Linked DNA regions of Lactuca sativa: region 2 is linked to region 1. The links are chromatin contacts, called in public Hi-C maps. All regions are on one chromosome and are shown on one strand. Each heading gives the region's core, a stretch centred on a gene start, on an enhancer-like site or on the middle of the called end of the contact. The rest is flanking DNA. Distances are from core to core; before and after follow the strand shown. Region 1 holds the start of LOC111895467 (glyoxysomal fatty acid beta-oxidation multifunctional protein MFP-a). Region 2 holds the start of LOC111895474.

What was found. A called contact is a pair of places that touch in the nucleus more often than the background predicts.
Region 2: a contact with region 1 is called in a Hi-C map of seed, with 4 times the contacts expected there. The contact joins the promoter of LOC111895474 here to the promoter of LOC111895467 in region 1. A contact is called at or near these places in 2 of 4 Hi-C or Micro-C datasets (leaf and seed).

Annotation. Positions count from the first base shown.
Region 1 is chr6:168,728,127-168,735,071 of Lsat_Salinas_v11, reverse strand. LOC111895467 (glyoxysomal fatty acid beta-oxidation multifunctional protein MFP-a) reads right to left here and starts at 2,816. Exons shown (of 18, transcript XM_023891544.3): 1 at 2,522-2,816; 2 at 1,740-1,811; 3 at 1,589-1,654; 4 at 1,424-1,492; 5 at 1,276-1,343; 6 at 1,104-1,185; 7 at 899-954; 8 at 418-720; 9 at 252-338; 10 at 1-164. The coding sequence starts at 2,810.
Region 2 is chr6:168,871,429-168,878,373 of Lsat_Salinas_v11, reverse strand. It overlaps LOC111895474, which reads right to left and starts at 2,933. Exons shown (of 1, transcript XM_023891557.3): 1 at 1,108-2,933. The coding sequence starts at 2,674. The coding sequence ends at 1,418.

The DNA of each region.
Region 1 (6,945 bases), core at 1,567-4,066:
CCTAATCCACCCTCCAAGAACTTTTGATTGACTTCTTTCAGGATAACTTGATATCCACTTAGAAGTAAAGCTGTTGCTATCCCTGAACCCATTAAACCTCCTCCAAGAATAGCAACCTTCTTTATCTGTCTTGGCTTCAGACCACGATCTGTCACCCCTGGTACCTATTATTATTAATACAGAGAAACAAGGGTATAATTGGTAATTAACCACCTTAAATTATCTTTCACATACAAAAAAGAAAACGCTACCTTCATAGTTCCACGTTGAGAAAAGAAGACATGAACCAAGCTTTTGCAAGTATCCGATTGTAAAAGAATCTGAAATTCTTCATACTCCTGCAAATTTCAATACAAAAAAGTCAAATTAAAAACTGAGAAACAAACTTATATATTAGACCAAATGCAAAGTGCAAACCTTTTTTAGGCCTGCACGTGGGCCCGAGACTATGCCTTCTTCAATAACATCAATGCAAACTTGTGGATGTTGTAAATTTGGGGCTTGTCTACGAGCTTGAGCTCTAGCAAAGTTTAGTATTTCTTTTGCTTCACCAAGTGGCTCTAATTTATCAGTTTTATAAAGACTTGCAATCCATGGTTTTCTTCTTTCCAATATGTCTAATGCCCATTTACGTGCTGTTTCAAGTAATTGATCTCCTGATACAATTTCATCCACTAACCCCAAACTATGAGCTTCTTCTCCCCTCACTGGTTTTGATGTCTAGAGAGAGAAAGAGAGATTATCAAGAACTGAAAAGTACTAAAAAGAATTCAAGAAATCTTGCTCCTTTTCATTAAAAATGCAACATTTGACCCTAAAATATAAAAAGTTGCAATTTTTATGGATGCAGAGAGTAAAAGAAGCAGAATTTGGTGGATTGGAAGAAATAAGAACATACCAACATCATTTCAAGGGCCTTTGCAAGACCAACAAGTCTTGGAAGCCGTTGAGTTCCTGAAATAAAATCAAAATCATAAGTCAATAAAAAGTTATAAAAAAAACCCTACACTAATGATAATTAAGTAGAAGGTAAATTTCAACAAAACTTTTAACAAAATTAGTTTGAAATTTAGCGAAAAATTTACAAAATGTCGTAATTATACCTCCAAATCCAGGAATAACACCAAGCTGGAGTTCAGGCAAGCCTAACTGAGCAGTAGAAGTAGCAATTCTAGCATGGCAAGCCTGAAAATAAAAATCAAGAAAACTTTATAAAAAACATTAAGAAAAACTAAAAACAGCAATAATAATAAAAATAATGATAATAAAACATACCATAGCAACCTCCAATCCTCCACCTAAAGCAAGCCCATCAATAGCAGCAACAGATGGTTTTCTTGCAGCTGAAACCAACACCAACATTTGAAAAAAAATAAAAAATATATAATACATTTATGAGGGGTACCATGGTAAATGGACATACCTTCAAGGGTATCAGACAGAATATCGATTGATACATAACCAGGTTTTGATGCTGCTCCTGTTGTCATAGCTATAAACAACAAACCAAAATGAAAAATTAAGAAATTTTAACAAAATTATGACTTAAAAAAAAAAAGATAGAATGTACTTCATACACTATGCATACCCTTTCCTTCATGAACTCCACCAAAAGCACTAATGTCAAAACCACCAGAAAATTTGCCTTTTGCGCCTGTTTCAGATCATGTAAAGTGTTAAACTTTTATGTAATGCTTAAAAAGAATCAATTATACATAAGACTTTGTAAAAAAACTTGCCTGTTACAACAATTGCCTTCACATCGTCTCTTCGTAAGGCTTGGTCAAAAGAGTCTTTTAAGCTATTAAGTACTGAAATAAAGAGATGGGAGAATTTTAATATAATTAGCTAATAATAAGATACCAAAGAAAGTACAGAAATCACACAATCACAAGCCATCACACTGTTCACATGGCTCAACAAATCACCCATCTAGTTTCCCCAAATTATCATATGCTAATTTATATTAGCCTTCATATTTAATCTAAAAAGGTGTCAAGCAAATTGCAATCTAAAAGCATAATCATAACTTCCCAAGTCTTTCGGATAATGATTAAAGAAATTTTCAGATTTTGCCCTAATTCAACCCTGATGACGATAATAACACCCAAAAAGGAACAAACAGATATGGAGAGGATTATATTGTCATCTATATCAAGCTTACTACTTCTGAACGCAAAATTAGCACAGGTTCATTGCAGATCAATCACCATCTTTGCTGTTTATTAAAAAAAAAATAGTCTTCAAGAGTAGTTAAAAAAGGAGTATAAACTTCAAAAAACTTGATCCAAAATAAAATCGTATGCATGTTTGCAACATAGGGGATATCATTAAATAGCTAATTTAAGTTACTCACATACATCCAAGTAGCAGAAAGGGGGGACGGGGAAAAGTTGTAGATCAAACAAACTAAAATTAAGATCACAGGTAATCGTATGTGAAAATTACAATACGAAACTGAAAATTCACTTGGAAGAAAAAACACGAAACGTGGAATTAAGAATTAAGAGAGAGAGATTACCATCAAGAGAAAGTGAATTAACAGGTGGGTTGATGATGGTGATGATAGCCACCCCATCGGACCCAACTGAAATCGTTGATGTTCCTCCCATCCTGTGTTGTGTAGTAGAAGAAAGAAAGAAAATATTTCTACAGAATTCGGAAGAGGATTTAGATGGGTTTTTATTACTAGTAGTAGGGGCCTGAAGGGGGAGGGGGGTGATAACTGATAAGCGACGCCGTATTGAAGCGAATAAACAGTGACATGTGGGTCGCTTGGACGGTACTTTTTGTGCAGACATGAGCATCATAACCTACGCGCCTGCCCATTTTGACATTGATGCATCGGAGTAAATATGTCTTTCCCTATGATTAGAACATCTCAAACTATATTTTGTTTTCTCTATTTTAGAGTCCAACCCTGATTTATTTTCAACTTCAGTTTGGATTAAAGTAAAGGCTAACGCTGTAAGTATCTTCTTCTTTTCTAATTCTATTTTCTTGATTTTTTTGTCTTTTGTTTTTTCTTTTCATATTTTGTTTTTTTTTTTAATTCCTTTTTATTTATTATTATGACAAAATTGCAAAAATGGTCTTGTGGTATGCATTTTTTTGGGTTTTAGTTCAAACCTTGATTTTTTTGGTTTCATGGTCCTTTTGAGCTAGTTTAGTTGCACTTTTGGTCCCTCTGAATAGTGAAATGACTATAATACCTTTGGGGTATTTATTTTCCATTTCTTTGTAAATCTATTACCCGTTTATTTATTTTAAAAATTAAAAAATAAAAGAAGAGCCCACATCCTCTCTCTCTCTCTCTCTCTCTCTCTCTCTCTCTCTCTCTCTCTCTCTCTCTCTCTCTCTCTCTCTCTCTCTCTCTCTCTCTCTCTCTCTATTTTTATTTCTTCCATTCACAGTACCTTCAACCCAAAATCAGAAAGGAAAATGTGACTGTTGTTGGACCACCAAAGATCGTTCTCACGATTTTCTCCAAGAAAAATCGACTTTTTCCAGACCACTGAAGGACCTCCAATTGTCGCCCAACCCTGTGCCACCACCGTCTTTTCCACTGCCGCCATTGGCGCTATTGCAGGCCATGGCAGATTGGCAGGCACAACGATGGCTGTGTGCTCTTCTTTCTCTAGAGGTCTCTCTCTTTCTCCTTCGTTCATACTCTCTTTCTCCCTCTCGATTCTATTCTAGCTCTCTCATCTCTCTGATTTCAACTAAGACACAATTAGTAACTTACCTGAAAAGAAATGTGGACAAATTGGGAAGAAACCCAGATCATAAAAATCCCTAAACCACACTGTTTATCGGAAAGAATAATATCATCTGATACCCGGTTCATTCTTCCTTAATAAGGGTGATAGAGATGGAAGGCTTTCTTGTTGATTAAACTCGCCTCTACATATGTAATAATAACATAAAGATCAATTTACAAGAGATGAAACAAAGGAAGTTAATGGATCGTGCATTAAAAACCTTGGATTCCATTACTCTGACGAATGAAGAATACAGTGGGTTTGGGGGGTTGAGGACGACAGCTAAGTCTCGACAGGAAAAAAAAAGAGAAAATATAACGAAGAAAAGAGAAGAAGTGGGTTATCTGTTCGCCGTCGATGGATCTGTGTCGGGAAGACATGGTGGAAGGTCATGAGCACCAATTGTCGTCGTTTTTCTTTTGTTGGTGATGGGATAAAGAGAGGTGTAGGGTTTTACATCAGGATTTTTGTTTTGTAGAGAGAGAGGGAGAGAGAGAGTAAGAGAAAAAGAGAAATGTGGGCCCTAAATTTGTTACTTATTTTATTTTTCATTTAAATTAAATAGAAAAAGCATAAAAATATATATCATAAGGGCATAATAGTCTTTTTAGTTTACTGAGGGACAAAAAACGCAAAGAAACTACCTCAAAATGACCAACAATCCAAAAAAATCGTGGTTTTGACTAAAACCCCAAAAAAATGCATACCACATGGAGCATTTTTGCATTTTTGTCTTATGATTAATATATCATTTAATGTCTGTCTTCTCATCTCAAAATATAATGCACCCTATGATAGGTTTTTTTTTAAATACATATGATAGCTTTTTATTTATTTTTATTTTCATCTTTAGTCATCTTGTTGTTTTTTTCGGCCTTTTTTATTGTTTTTGTTTTTTTGTTGTCTATTTGGTATTTGTTAAGGTGTATTGTTATAATTAAATAATAAAAATAAAAATTATTTAAAATAAAAACAAATAATAGTAAATAAAATATAATTTTTTTTATAAATTATATGGTATATTAGCAATGTTTATATTATAATTAGTGTATGATCTATTTGATGGATTGTATGTATTTAGTCGACTACTAACAAGACTTATCAAATATAATATAGTTATATGTTGATACGTCATAATGACAAAAAGGTATACACTTAATGTCTTTCTTGTAAATCAACATTTACAAACACACGAAGATACATAATAATTCCTAAAATAAAAAATACAATATATATATATATATATATATATATATATATATATATATATATATATATATATATATATATATATATATATATATATATATATACTTTTTTGTAACTATGAATAATTAAAAAATATATATAATTAGTAAAAACTAATAAGAACAATAAGAATAATAATAGTATTAATAATAATAAAATGATAAGAAAAAAACAATAAAAGTACAAATAAGAAATGTTTATTAGCTAAAAAACACCTAAAAACATTAAAAAAAAAATCATATAAATGAGTGTATGAAGAAATAAGAAAATTATATGTTACAAACACTCTTGTATTTTTATTGTTCTCAAAATACTTTATGATTAGGTTATTCTTTACCTGTTATATTTTTATTATGGTTAATTAATTGTAAATGTATGGTAATTTGGTATGTATATAAATTTTATTTTATTTTGTATATTTTTTATCATTGAATTTAACTGTCTTATGACTCATTATTATAAGTTTTATTGTGCACATTAATCTTTTTATTTTGTATATATTTAGTCACTAATTTTATTTTTTATACATTTTAGGTTTGGTGGTGGCTTCTTGACAACCCCATTGGCGAGAGTTAAGGTCTATGTGGTGCGTGTATAACAAAGAAGGCAGCGAAGCTTAACACTTTTAACTCTCTATAACCTTATTATATCGTGTTGTGGAATGTGGACTTATGAAAGTTTGATATGGATTGTTTCCTTTTGTTGATTATTACCATCATGGATAAATGCATGAATATGTGGAGTTTCTTTGGTGTTAATTATCGATAGGACAATAGTAGACAATGTTATTTTTATTAAATTTAAAAAAAAAAATCATATAACACGTCATTAGCGAGATGGTTTAATAAAAAAAATGAGAAGATCAAAGTGGTTAATTGTAAAAATAAAAAATATGAATAGAAAATCCTAACATCAAACATCAATAAAACACCAACAATCTCGCTAAATAAACTTATAACGAGATGGAAGACTAACGGACAACAAGCTGCGTCACTATACATTTTTAGATTGCAAAACTAACTCTATAAAAACTACATCCACCGATATTGGGGTCGTAACATTAGAATGCATGACTCGTTGTACTCATTTGAGAACATTCACCGCTTCTGGTGCTAGGAAACAAAATGTATCAAAAGCATGGGGTACACGAATTCATAAATAGGATAATACGAGAACAAAACCAATTTGTGAAACACATAATACATTTGTTTGATGTGTTGTTTTGAGAGATAGAAAGATTGAATGATCTATTTTCGTTTGTATATGTTCCAACCGAATTTTGGAGCTTCGATCAACCTTATATATCAACAGAAAATGGGCTGAAAGTTGGTTTACGGGGTTACATCTATTTTGGCGCAAAAAAATGGTTGAAATATGGTTATTTAGACATAATCAAATCTTACATCATCATGATGTCACAACCTAATTTTGGCGGGAATTTGCATGGTTGGACTCTTTTTTGATATAGAAATACATTTAGGTTTCGGGGAAATGCCCCTAGACTCCGCCAGGGACGCTGCCCCTTGGATCCCCGTATCAAGGGACGCTGCCCTCAGACCCATGTATACATTAGTTAACGTTATATTATCTGAATGTACACCTCATACCTCTAATCTCAAAAAGCAAACAAAACTCAATATGTATCAGTACCAATACTAACTATATTAAAACAAAAACATGTTGATTATCAAGCTTTTAAAGCAGGTTGTCATGAATAAAACCTTCACTTCTCAAACTCATTAGGTGTGAAACTACTGTTAGATCCACATATATGAGCTTCTCTCAACCAAAATATTATAGATTTTCCTTGAAAAAAAAAGACATTTCGATAAGCGAATGAGAGCACGCGCTTGCTCGTGCGAGTGAAATGTAGCTCAGGTCCAAAGCCATATCCTTTCTTCTAATCTCGTAATTCTCGATAGTCTCAATGATAGTA
Region 2 (6,945 bases), core at 1,684-4,183, 140 kb before region 1:
GGGTTATGATGAACACAAACAACAAGTTCGATGGTATATTGAGTACAAAAAAAAAAAAAGGAAAGGGACGAAATGAGAACAAACTCAACAGTTGGTTACCCTCTTGAGTCATTTTCCCTTTACTCATTTACAGCAAATCAAACGTCATCTCTTACTGATATTAATGACTTTATAAGATTCATTCTTGCTTCTCTTCAAGACATAACCCACGAAAGAACATTATTCATACATGTACAACTTTGTAATACACTTGAATATTTAATAGGAGAATCTTGACTAAGCAAGCGCATTTCATTAGTACATTTACATTTCCAATCGAATGATTTATCGTATCATGGATTCTAGACAAGTCTACAAACGAGTGGAATCACAAGCACTGTGATTTTTTAGTTTACTTAGCTTTAAGATCGAATTAATGGGATGAGATACAACATCAATATGTACAATATCATGTTGCTTTTGCAGACACATCACCATAATATACCTTGAGGTAAACGTTTATGCTGATAAATATACCTCATACACAATCATATCATTTTGAAGAGAGGTGTTGAGAGCTAACCACAGTAATCATAGCATAGATCATGTTTAACAAAGTTACCTCTCTGAAACGCTCATCACAGGTCAAAAGTCGGTCAAAAAGGTTATGGTGAACACAAACAACAAGTTCAATGGTATATTGAATAATAAAAAAAAAAACCAAATGAATACAAACGCAAAAGTTAATTACTTTTAAGAGTCATTTTCCCATAAAACAACGAAACCTTTTTTAAAATTTAGTAAAAGTTGTGAATACTCTCTTAAACATAATACAAAATTGTTTTTCTATAATATATGTTATTTTGTAAAAATAATGAGAATATAAAATTATAATTTGAGATGGATATCCAAATTTATGATCATTAATTGTAAAATTAATGTTTAATTTGAGATAGGTATCCAATGATGCGATTGTCTGGTTGTTACATACACCAAAAGTTTACATTTTTTATTCTTCTTTTGTAAGATAACAATCTGAAAAATAATCCAGCATACTTGATAAGGAAGATGATCAACATATAATTCAGTCCCTATGGATTCCTCAGTTCTACCACATTATAATTAATGTCATACAAAACAATCATGATCATATTATAATAACAAAAATACAAAATCAACACCAATCCATTAACAAACATTGGCATGAAAACCAAAAAGAACAAATTTACCAATACTCACTAAATAAAATGTATACTTACTCAATAAAAAGGGTATTATATTATAATTAATGGTAATTTCACCTACATCTTATTATTTTCATTTCCCATTTACCTTATTTTTCTTGATCTTTTTCCTATCTCATGTTTAATAGGAAAAAAACCAATAAAAATTAATTTAAATGAGAAAATGAAGTTGAAGTTGAAACTTGATCAAATCTTTAGCTTCTCACTGACAACAAGGAAGGAATTGCAGCCAAATTTGGAGTTTGATTCTTGTTTGAAGCTTCTCTTTTGGTTGAAGATGGCTTACTGAATGCTCTCATCGGGCTTGCCAACGCCCATCCCCAGCTCTTGCTCCGGCCATGAGAATGCTGTTGGTTCTGCCCTGCTCCGGCTCCGGCTCCGCCTGTTGAAGTCATTTTTCCGGCTGCATTGACATTACCAGCGGTGGTGCCTTCATTTGGGTTTGAAGCCACCCAGTAAGAGGATGAGGAAGAAGAAGATGATGATGAAGTAATCATAAACCCACTAAATAAACCACCGCACCTGACTCTTTCCTTGATGCAATCTTGGCCCCCGTTGCCGCGCATGCCGGAGACTTTCGACTTGCCTTCGCGTTGCGACTCCACGCGGCGGAGCGTGCAGTCGCCGAATCCCGTCGAGATCCGCTCGAAGAAGTCGCCGGAAAAGCTCCTGCTGCCGCACCCGACGGATCTGGATCTGGACACCTTTCGGTCAAACGAAGCGTGACAAGGACTCTCATTCTCTTCCACCACTATTGTATCTTTATCTTGACGAGATCTTTGGACTTGAGGGAAAGAACCAACCGCCGATGCCGACGCACCCATACTGTTCGAAGAAATGTCTCTGATATTTTTCCTGGTTGATGAAGAAGAATGAGAGTGTTTCTGCAAGTACAAAAACGACCAAAACCCACGTTTATGAGGGCTGTTAAAACCGTCGACATTATCTGCATCCATGAAATGCATCCCCCCGCCACGCCTAGGCGTGGCCGTCGACTTGCTTCTCTTAAACATAAGATTTTTGTTCCGATCGTGGCCATGTCCGCCGCCGCCGTCGACAATAATGTTAAGATCTTTCTTTTTCTTCTTCTTTTGACTAAGCAAATAAAGTATCCTTGATCGATTAGAATAATACTGATGATAGTGACACTCATTCGTGGTGTTACTCGGGGTGATTTGAGTATTTGAAACCAATAAGGAAGTCTGGTTTGTCAACCGTGGTGGGACGACGGTGGTGGCGCTCCCGCCACCACCACCAATGTCAGATCTGAACGACGGAGAAGAAGACGAAGACGAAGGAAAAACGGCTATCGGAAAAGAAGAAGACACCAACTTCCCGAGCTTTTCTTGAAGACAAAAGGCGCATATACCCCCTGCCGGTGTGTTGTTCTTGAATGGATGCTCGGTGCAGAGCATGCTGCCATCTCCGGCGTCTTCCGGTAAGCCTTCCATGAAAAATCTAAGCTGCTATATCTTTCTTGATGTTGTTGGAGAGAGAGAGAGAGAGAGAGGTCAAAGGGTAGTGTAAATGAAGGTAAGGGAGAGTCCCCAGAGGCACGTGTATGACTGAGTAAGTTGGATTATTAAAAGATAGAGAGTGAAACCCTACAGAGTAGAGAGAGATAGAGAGGACAAATAATGTGTGCAGTGGGTGTGGGTGTGGGTGGTGGAGTGATGGAGTGAAGGAGGAGATTTGTAATTTATAATAATCTGAAAAAGAATCTCTTAAACCTGCAAACAAAATACTCGGTGTCCCAAAAACAAGTCCGTTTCTTCCTTTCATATTATTATTAAATTAAATAACCTTCCCCTATCCTATCTCCTATCTCTTCTATTTAATCTTTTCTTTCATTTATTTCTTCCGAACCCCACAAATTTAAGGGCTATAGTATGAAACTAAACTAGGAATTACCTTAGTATAAATTAGTATAATGTGAAGCTTAAACCAGGTATTTAAAGATTAGTCATGCGTGTAGGTATAGAAAAAATTAGCAAAAAAGCTTATCCTAGAAGCGTAAGATTACAATTTTTGGACTTAAACTTGGGTGTTTTATTAGCGTCCAAAATACCACCTCAAAAACAACTGTGGGACTATATCATTTCAGCCCAAAAAATATCATAAGATGTAGTCTCATCGTATAACTGTTAGCAAAAAGAATCATGCAAGGTCACATTATTATTGTTGATTTGAACTTCGTCTGAATCTTAAAATACCAACCAACGTAAGTCCTAAGAATCTTTTATTCATTTATATACGTCATGTGAATGAAACAAATATATCAGTTTTGTGTTTGGATTTCTTTTTCTTGTAATGCAAAAATATCATGTTATGTATCATACATGAGTTTCTTTTTAGTTTGAAACGTATTGATTGTTTATAAATACGTCTTAAATGGGTTTTAACTCACAAGTTTAGTTGTTATATAAAAATGGCAAACATTTAAGAGATAGGAATGCTGAAGAATAATTAAAATAGAGGATTTAGGAGCTTGCATGTTTGATTTAATATATTTTTGATGCCATATCAAGGCTCTAATAAGATTTATTGCGAAACAAATAGGAAAAGGTCACAGTATCCACAATATTAGTTTTTTTTAGAGTTTTTAAAATATATTTTATTTAAACCACCATCTTTGAAATTTAAAAATATGATTGGAGAAGTTTTTTCAATGATTTGGTTGTTCTTATAAATTTTCAACTACAAACTAGTTGAAAAGTTACTCTAAAAAACTCTGGTTTGATAATTTATGTCTTAAAAAGTGATGTCTGGAAAAGTTTTCTGACTGTGAAAAAAATCATTCTGTTTGATTGTACATCTGATTGACTGTGCTAAATGATGAAAAAAGTAATAATTCAATAAAAAATAAATTTAAAAAAAAAGTTATTTAAAAAAATTAATTATCCAAGAAAGAAAGAAAGAGTCAGGGTTTGGTGCATAATTGTTTTTCCAGCCCATTCATCCAGAAAGATATGATTTTGGGGCTTTCTGGGAAAGACATATCTTACCGGGAAAGACCCATTTTCTTGTACAAATCAAACAGTCTTTCCGGTCCATTCAGCCAGAAAGATTTGATTGGGCCTAGAAAGATGTGTATCAAACGGGGCCTAACAAATAAGAGGTTTAACCTCTTTGCTTCTCTCATAATACAATCCTCTTCCCACACCCCTTTCTCCTCTCTATCCACAAAGACAAAATATAGGACTGGCGCCAACAGTTCATCACGGAAGAAATGACTCACTAAGCATAGATTACTAACTTAGACTAATCTAATATGAGTTAAATAAAGACTAATATAATATATAATAGAAAAGAACTATCTTTTATGTATACTTTCCCCGGTTCCACTGTTACCGCGAGCTCTATGCCAGGATCTTTCAACACAACATAGGTCATCGAAAGGATCTCGGAGACCCACCAAACCACAAAAGACAGGATCTTTCAAAAAATGGATTTATATTCGATGAGTGCATAACCGCATGGATAAGCTCACACTAACCCTTTTCAATGACGTTTGATAAACCTAGCTAATAAGCTAGTTGGAATACGTAAAATTACATGTAGAAAGTTTGATTTTCTTTTTTTATAATTATTAAATTTTATATTTTTTGGAAAAGGAAACTCAATAAACTTGTTGAAACGCTAGTATTAGTATCTCTTAATCTTTTAAAAGATAACTTATAAGCTACAAGTTTGTGTATTACCAGTTGCGCCTTCCTTCGAGATTTCTCCCACGCACTTACCAATTTTAGAGCTTTAGTAATCAAAAATTGTGAAAAAGATGTCCCCGACCATAGTCCATGTTAGGGATGAGCATCGGCCCAAACCCAAACCGGACCAAGAATCAAAGAACCGGGAACTGAGTTAGTGGGAGATGTTGAACCGTGAACCGAACCGAATATATTGGTTCGGGTTAATGTTCGATTCTACAAGTAAGTGTGCTCTTTAAGGAGAACCAAAGAACCGTGAACATATTTAATGAGAAATGGAGAACAAAGAACTACATTGAATACATTCGATCTTGTTTTTTCGATCTTCCGATCTGGTCCAGTTCCACCATGTCAAATGTTCATCTCTAGTCCATGTTTTAGGCGAGCAGGACCCGTACGTACAAGCAAAAATTGCGATTTTTAGAGCTCTTTTGTGGTTAGGATTGTTCAGGTTGGGTTTTAGGTAAATATTAGGTACCTGCGTGTCATTATTGGCAGTACTACATGTCATCATCGTTGGTGGCAACAAATTTTGAGGTTTAAGATGCATGGAGTTGGTTTTGTGAAATTTGCATCACATAACATGAAGGCTTTGTAGGAAGGCAATGGTTTGTTCCACCTAAAAAATGTCAGTTTCAAGATGATATCAAATTGCAGGTAGCATGGTTGTGATGAGACTTGAGACGGAAAAATATTTTTGGATAGTATGTTTGAACCGCTAAGCTGAGTTTTGTTACAACTGGATGTGTGGCCGGTTATAGGAGAAAATAAGAGAGACATATAGAATGTTTTTGTAAAAATGTTGAAAGTTAAATGTATAGTTATAAGAGGTAAAAATAATAAAACAGTGTAAAGTAAATGACCGGTGCCAACGGTCGATTTTGAAGGGAAAAGAGGAGGCCATCGAGGCCGTTGTCGTATCCAGATCACGGAGCCATCCTTGGCGACATGTTTCCAACTAAGGATGTAAATGAGTCGAGCCGAGCCCGAGCTTGGCCAGGTTCAGCTCGGGCTCGTTTAAGTTAAGATGGGCTTGAGCTTGAGCTCGGCTCGATTTGAGCTTTATTGCACCGCGCTCAGCTCGAGTTCGTGAAGAATTATATATGCTCGGCTCAGGCTTGAGATCGGCTCGATTTTGTATGATGAGCCTAAATAAGCTTAGGTTCAGTTCAAGCTCGTTAAGAAATTCGTTTACTAATACCCTACATCTCTAACTCCTCAATTATTTCTTTATTTTAATAAACGAGCCTCGTATTTCGGCTCGAACTCGTTTAACAAACGAGCCTCATATTTAGGCTCGAGCTCGGGTGGGGCTCGTTTAATATGATCTTTAGTTGAACTTTTAACGAGTCGCTCACGAGTAGCTCAGCTCACTTACGTCTTTATTTCCAACGGGGCCGCGAGGTTACATCAACTCCCATGTCCCCACAAACAACATGATGACCGTAACACATATCCTTAATTATAGCAAAATATTTTGAGATTAAAAAGATCGTACCTTTTATAGTTATTGCATGCATTGGGAAGACAGTAAAATGCTTCTTTATTAAATAACGTAGATCAAACTTTGGTACTTTAATTTTATAGAAACAAACACACAACATTTTAGTAATAGGAAGTGACTAATAATAATGATACGTGTGTGATTATGTCCAACATGGACACATAAGGTTGGGAATCTACACACGTGTTGTGGGTTTGACTATTTGTTCCTTTTGAAGCTGTGGATGAGTTGTGTTGTGGTCCTCCTCATAAAACCACAAACATAACCATGTTTTGTGGTCACCCGAACTCCATTTTCATCTAATATTTACATTATATTCCAGAATATCATTTAATTACAACAGTGTTACGGTTGGCTTTTTCCTTGCCTAAAACTATATGGTGTTCGCTAACGGTTAAGAATCTTTTTTGTATATGTGCCCTCTCTTGTTTATGTTTCGGTTTTTATTTCCCATGTTTATAATTGAATCGGGTAAGACATTGTTCCTTCTTAAGTTGTTTGTAAGTGTTGT